Regions from separate parts of the Gasterosteus aculeatus genome. Here region 1 is linked to region 2. Evidence: chromatin contacts called from public Hi-C data. All regions are on one chromosome and are shown on one strand. Each heading gives the region's core, a stretch centred on a gene start, on an enhancer-like site or on the middle of the called end of the contact. The rest is flanking DNA. Distances are from core to core; before and after follow the strand shown. Region 1 has its middle 32 kb from the start of LOC120824081. Region 2 holds the start of glrx2 (glutaredoxin 2).

Region 1 (3,649 bases), core at 689-3,188, 140 kb after region 2:
CAGTTCATCAAGGTGGATTTTGCATTAAATCATACATACCACCATTAAAGACATTAAACAATTAAATAAAGACATCAATTTATTTTAATGTCCCAGACAAAGAAATTATTATTGATTTACATTATTAGCTTACACCTTGCAGTCTCTAAAACACCCTTTTTAAGTGCAGCGTAGTCTACCACCAGCAAAAAAGCTGATATATAATGTTCATAATGATCAGGTTTGGAGTGGAAAAAATGAAAGTAGTGTTTTCTTAAAAAAAGAGAAAGAAGATTCATCACAGAGCCATCACATTTTGGGAAAGGGGAAGCTTATCATGCCGGAGACTGCACATCTTGTGTACTACTCAACAAAACTTCCAAATAAAGGCAGACAATGACACGGTATTGGTATTCTGCCTGTATTTTCCTGCTGTGGCGGGTGTTCGAATGACAATGATTATCCCGCCGAGACAGAGTGGCACCGAACACCACATGTGCTTCAGTGTGTGTGAGTCTGAGTGTGCGTGCTCAAGGTGAAGAGGACAGATCGTTTGTGTATTAAGTTACTAAGTGACGAACAAGCAGCTGAGTTCGTCGCGCAGGTCAAAAGCTTTTACTTGAGAAGGAAATTGCATTGCAGCTTATTATCATCACTTATTTTGTCTTGGAGCTCAGGGTAATTATTCCTCTCTTATTTTTTAGGATATTTAGAATTTGGATGTTTCTTGGTTTTTAGTCGTTTTGATGGAGCTGCTCCCTCTGCTCTCGGTTATATAAGTGTATAGCTCATTTATTATTTAGTTCTAGTCAAAGTGAATAGTAATTAGCCATGACCCTGTTTGAAGCTGCAACTGGGGCCTGTTAAATTGATGCTGTGGAATAACTCTGGATCCAAAACGAACTCAGTTCAAACCTGTTCATTTATTCATGTCAGGCTCATCGACGGTGCACTTACATAAAACTTTGCCTCTTATTTTGCCCGGGTGGCTCAGCTCAGCTCTTTATGAAAGAGTACCTGTCTGCATGTTTGCACATAACAGTGGGATATGATGTTGGTGGGAAGGGAGAGATAAAGATTGTGAGATACTATCAGAATCCTCTTCCGTACAAGATTACAAGTGGTAATCTTTTAAAGATTGTTAAAATGCCTTCAGGTTTATCAGATACTGTTTAAAAACCCACAACTGGAAATGAGGTTGAAATGATAATGTAGAGGGCAATTTACAGAATGACATGAGTCTGTAAATTGCTTCAAATGAGGTGTCACATTATTATTCCATAACGCATTAGCTGTTACGTTCATTAGCAGCTTAAAGAAGTCGTTGAAAGTGCTGGTGAAGTAAAAAACTATAGTTTCTTGCCTTTGATCTCAAATATTCAGGAGGATTATCTAGAGCCAGTGCTAAAGGAGGGTAATGTCAAAGAGGTTTTTTTATTGCTTGAGGTATACATTTGTCAAAGTTTAATTGTTAAATGAAAAACACACACATGGTGGTAGCGGGGGTTGAAACAGGCAATCAACTATGCCAAATGAATATACCCCTACGACCGTGCACCCGGGGCAAATACATGTTTATTGAAAGTCACAAAGATTATCATGACTACCCGAGTGGAAGAAAACACTATTTATGCAATATAATTTCCCATTATGGATATACAAAATCTTAAATAGCTAAAGTAATAGCGGCCTTCCAGTGTTTATATACTGGTAAACTATTTAGACCCCAAGGGGTTTGATTAGAGACAGAGCACCTCCTAAGGATTCATATTACTGTGAAACTATTAACCAATTCAGCACAGCATAACATACGACAACCTGTGGATGGTCATAGGTTGCTCTTGTTTTTTAGGACAATCTGAGTTTCTTTTTGCTCACGTAGCTGTTGTGCAAGTGCATCTGCGTGTCAGAGCGTGTGCCCCACTGACTAGCAGACCGCCCTCGCTCTGAACCGCGCTACACCAGCGAGCGCTGCGAATAATGCAGCAATGCAGCAGCACTGCTGTTTGCAGTGTTCATGCAGCCTGCACATTGAGCTGCGGGCCGCCAGCTCAGCCCGCGTGTTGCGACGTGGTTGTAATGTAGACGATGTGTGGCCCAAGTCAATCCCCTCACCCCTAAACAACTACCGTTGTTTTACACTTATATATATGAAAGTGCTGCCCGGGCTCCAGACTCATCCAGTATAAGCAGACTGTAATTCTTAAGGGTTCCCGGCTGTATTCCTGTCCGCTTCCTAGTTTGTCTTCTCCTTTTGACTCTTAGCTTCATGTCACAATCGATTTAGTAACACGTATTTTAAAAGCGTATCAACCTCGGCAGCACTGCATGTGAATCCATTTTCGACATGACATTCTGTTGATGCTCATGCCAAGAGAAGGGACAAGAATTTCCACAGGGAGGTCAAAGGTCAGGCTGAGCTCCAGAACATAACCCCGGGGGTGGGGGGGGTAGATATACAGTTGCTTGCTAAAGAGCAGTATACAGTCAAGAAAATGCCAATAGACACCTAATGTATACCCTACTGCCCGTACATATGTCTAACATGAAGGTCATACACACATACTCTCCATCCATATTTTAGGATGTTCTTCATTTCAGTGAACAACACGACGCCAGCCATTTATTCTCAGCTAGGTTTCAATAAAAGCAAGTTTGTGGCACCACCTGTAACTTTGCCCCTTTGTCCAGGTTGCTGATGTAACTCTGCACGATTGAAAAACAAAAACATATACTATTCTCCCTCGTGTGAAGTAAACAAATAAAAACAAGAAAAGAGAATAAGAGCAGCCACCACGTGGGTAAACAGCCCTACCACGCCTCGCTGCATTAAACTGCATCATGTCATGCTTTTCATACTAATGAGAGACAATTAGTCCTGAGAAACAGTGGGCCACCCCTCCATGTGTCAAACACAACATTCTCTGTTCAATGTGGACTCATTTATTATTCACACAGGGCTTATTACTGGATGGATGGCTCCGGTTATGATAGTTGACTCAGCCACAGTCTGGGAATTTAATTGCAAAGCTTTATCTGCATCAAGTGGCAGCCTGACTGTGCAAGTATCCCCTGCGTTGTATCAATGTGGTTAGAGATGTGTTTAGTGTGTTTTTTTAAAGTGAAACTCCGTTCATCTAAGAGCTTGGTGATCTGTCCCGAAAAGGAAGGACTACTGACTCTCACACTCAACCATTTACCGGGTGACGTCACTTAAGTCCCTGAGGGTTTGGGGTTCAGGGTCAAGGGAGGACAGGGGGGGACATTGGGAAGTCTGCTTCAGTCCTCCCTTCAATCTCCTTCACAGCCATTCTCCATCCATCCACCAGATGCCCTCATACTTCCTAACCTGACCTCGTCCCCCCGCCGTGTCACATCCAGACACTAAAAACCCCTAAACCGCCTTGTCGATCATCTGACTTATTTACACTCCTCATCAGCCGCACACAACCAGAACAATCATTCCTGTCTAGATCGTCGTTGAAATTAGTGCCTCTGCTTTCCAGCCAAATAACTGTCCAGTATTTACATTTAATTCAGCTCCATTTTGTTCTCCTTGAGCTCCTCTAAAATGTGTCTGTGGGACTGGTAGGCTGCACAACACCCCCCCCCCCCCCCAATTGCTTTGGAAATCCTTTTTGACGATGATCAAAGATCGGAAGTGTGAGAT
Region 2 (3,792 bases), core at 1,134-3,633:
ATTTAATAAATACAGGATTGAAAAAAGCTACCAGAACGGTTAGTCATTTAGTGGACTCGAAGCGTCCGCTGCCCGAGCCGTCGGAGCTGGAGGAAGGACAGCATGGAGCACACTGTTCGATCAGGGGCAGCAACTTGCCCTGTTGATGCAGCTGTTTGGTATCAGAGCCCCCCCCAATGCAGTTTCCATTAATGAAAACTCTGGGCACCTGAACACACAAATCGGGTTACAACATTAGAGCTTGCAAAATAAATGAAGATCAAGTATCTCGTCTCAGATTTGATAGTCTACAACAGTGAGTCAGCACTGAAATGAAATAAAAGACTAAATTAAATGTGTAATGTTGAACCTCATGTTGATATTTTTAAATCTACTTTCATACCCCAGTCAGTGTCCTCAGTGTATATCAAACCAAATGTATGTACACAGGACATTTTGCTTGTCATAAAATTGTACTTATAAAGTCTTTAACAAAATATTCAAGTTATTACTTATAATTAATAATAATTTAAGGAATATATTTTCCACCATTAAACATAAATTGAACATAAATGCAGAGCTGCCAGAACCAACAGGCTGCAAAGTTACTTCAATGTCCGATAACTCGGATCACAGCAGGAGTCCCTTACCGTTCTGGCACCGGTCATCTGAGCTAAGGCCTCTTGAACTCTTCTCCCGTCACTGTGCTCATCCAGTTCCACCACTTTGTAGGACGCACCAATTTCTTCAAACACATTCTTGGCCATTTTGCAATAAGGACAGGTGGTCTTGGAAAATATCACAATGCAGTTCTGTGACACCATCTCCTGAACGCTCAGGCAAAAAGGAAAAAAAACATGTCATTAAATATCAGTGATTTACAGCAGAGGCAACATGTGTGTGAGCATCCATTTACCTTAACATACTGTACACAGGACGCGCTGGAGAGAGGCGGCGAGGACGTGAAGTTCCCCATCCTGAAGAAAGACAAATGACAAAATTGGAGCAGTTCAATGCATTTTGGTTTTACTGAAGTACATCTTGATCTATTTGAATCTACCTCGAAACACACTACAGGGACTAACACTCCAGAGTAGGTTGGCGCAATAACCTCCGAAAAGTGAAGCTATCGCAGGCAGAGACCATCTGAACGCTGATGATGAGCATTGAAATCATCTCTAACTGGAGGATGACTACTGGTCTGACAACACCCGTTTCCATTGTTACAGTCGTAACGTTAACTGGTTACACCACCGTCTCAAATGTGGCCGCTTGACTCCTTCCAAATGGCAGGCAACTGCAGCGAGGTCTATGAGCCAGGTAATCCGGGATTAGGAGCGCACATGCTCCTCACTGACGATCCAGATTAACTCAGACGCCAAACTACATTGGACATCTAGCGACGTCAAGACTGCACGACACTGTGGAAGAGAATTACTTGCCTCGACGTTATGCTACGTGATCTCCTAATTCTCATTATTTTTTTTACCCCACCTGATTCGCCTCCAAGTAACTTTTTATTTCAGTTTAATCCAAACGCGTGTAAAGTAACCGGTAGCGTGACGTCAGCTAACAACGACAGAACCCGGGCACGCCAGTGATCGATGTTGTCGTTTTAAACTAAAATAATTGATTGTAAATGGATCACACGCATGCCGAATTTGCTGGAGGAACCCATTGCACTGTGAAAGCTTAAAGGTGTTTGCGTTTGGCTCTTTAAGGCATATGACATTTAGAACGTTATGAGGTTCTTATGACAGGTTTTAGTTGAGTCTGGTTAAGGGTGACACCGCGTTAAAACACTGTGCTGTGAATGGAGACGCTCGTGTTAGTTGAGCCGTTTGTCCCGTAGTAACGCATTAGTATCGCATTACTAACGTCAACCCCGAATGCACTCCTTTATTCGCCTGTGAGGGTTTAGATAATAACGCAACTAAGAAGCAAGCTAACGTCAAGCTAGCCGGAATGACCTTCGGCAGCCGGTCCAAGCCGCCCTCGGGAGACATCCTGCTCGAGCAAACATGGAAAGAAAAGAAAGTATGGCTAAAAAACAATGGCGCCGGTGGCCCGGATGACACATGCGGTTAGTGCACCGACAGTTCTGGAGTCACACACCACCCGGGCGGCTGTTACTGTACGCTTGCGTTCGCTCCTCATTCAGTGTGTGCGGAAGGTGGAAGCCTACCTTACGACCACCGGAAACAGCTGTGACGTAGGCAGCGGTTTAAAATAAATAAATAAATAAAGTCAACAAAACAAACGTGAAGGAGTTTTAATCACGGTAATTTTTTTTTTTATCAGGGATAGCATTTGTCGTGCGAGCAAAACAAGAAATAGACTGGAGACTTTACTCAAAGCAACATGACAAAGCTTATTTGCAACAAGAGGATTCTGTCCTGTAGTTTAACGTGCACGGACCTATTTCTATTATATAGTCTCTAAGAGCATTTTTGATTGGTTATTAAGATGGAGGCGGCTCCTGTTTAGAACCCTCGGAGAGGGTCACGCCTCCCGTTGTTCATGAGTTCTTCATATCAGGATGTTTGCAAGATGTGTGCAAGATGATTTCATATGAGTGCTTGGCGCAGTTCTAGGTATGGACATGTTATTCTTAAAATGGGGAACAGGTGGTTCCTGTTGAACTGCATTTGACCCAGATTGCAACATGTTTGTGTGCTGGTGTTGTGATTTGAAATACATGTTGTTCGTGCAATCCAGCCTTTAAGCGGCCTTCACCTATTATTACTATGCATTTATAGTTCAAGTGTAATTGCATTCTAGCGTAAGCGTGCATGTTTAGATTTGAATACTCAACACATTTAAGGCTGAGCATTTCTCCAGACCAGCTCTGATTTGATAAATTGATAAGATTTGATAATAGTTACCCAACACACACATCAAATCATAGGAGGGGAGGGGGTTGCCATGGAGAAGGCCTTTTCCCCCAAATTGTGATGCCTGGACAGAGTACAGAGTAGGGGGGAACGGGTTGTCTGTCGGTGGTTCTGAAGTTGCAGCCTGATCTCCAAAACCTGTTTGTTAAAATGTATACGAAAATCTTGAACATACAAATTCGTAGTGATACATACGAAATAAATACAGACTGCAACTGATGACGTCACCCTATTCAAAGTGAATGGGGACCTGCACCCCGTAAACACACTTTGTGAAGTCTAACGATGTAAAATAAACGTGTTATGATTGCATTTTTAACGAGAAATCAATGTTAACTTGTAAGAATAGAATACTGACCCTAACCCCCTCAAAAAATCCAACATGGCGGAGAGACGTTCACTCAAGAATTCAACATGGTCCGCCATGTTGTTCACTCAAGGGGCGTGGTCAACCACCGCCAGTTCCTATGTATTGTTACAAATTTGTATGTTCAAGATTTTCGTATACATTTTTACGAACAGGTTTTGGAGATCACGTTGGAAGTTGCAGTTGGGAGTCGGTTGCAGGAGGTCCAAAAGGTACGAAGAGTGTGGGTTGTGAGAGACGTCTATTATGAGCAGTGTATTCATTTCAAATAAAGCACTTAAAATATATATTCTCGCCTGGCCATCTTGGCTTTTCCCAACAATTGCATCATTTGGGAAAGGATTTACACCATCAAAAAGCATCAATGGTTCTGCTTTGAAATCGGTTACACTCGACACAAATCCTGAAATGTTATGAAAGGCAGGGGAGAATAACGGGAGGGTTAAAATACCTGCTTCCAGAATTGATATACAAGATAAAAGACAAGGAGGATTGGTCCAACTGATCTCTACAGCCTCAGTTATTTTAGTCCGACTGGATGGAGCTTTAGCA

What was found. A called contact is a pair of places that touch in the nucleus more often than the background predicts.
Region 1: a contact with region 2 is called in a Hi-C map of liver, with 4 times the contacts expected there. The contact joins the enhancer-like site here to the promoter of glrx2 in region 2. A contact is called at or near these places in 4 of 6 Hi-C or Micro-C datasets (liver, skeletal muscle, tail fin and 1 more).

What each region holds. Positions count from the first base shown.
Region 1 is chr8:8,574,558-8,578,206 of fGasAcu3.hap1.1, forward strand. No RefSeq gene overlaps it. Among protein-coding and RNA genes, the nearest start is that of LOC120824081, 32 kb to the right of the region's middle. Within about 2 kb of position 1,939, at least 4 of the 9 cell types and tissues checked have open chromatin away from gene starts, as enhancers often do. A contact at or near this core is called in liver, where this site is marked.
Region 2 is chr8:8,438,867-8,442,658 of fGasAcu3.hap1.1, forward strand. glrx2 (glutaredoxin 2) reads right to left here and starts at 2,384. Exons shown (of 4, transcript XM_040184966.2): 1 at 2,165-2,384; 2 at 896-956; 3 at 630-806; 4 at 1-208. The coding sequence starts at 955. The coding sequence ends at 44.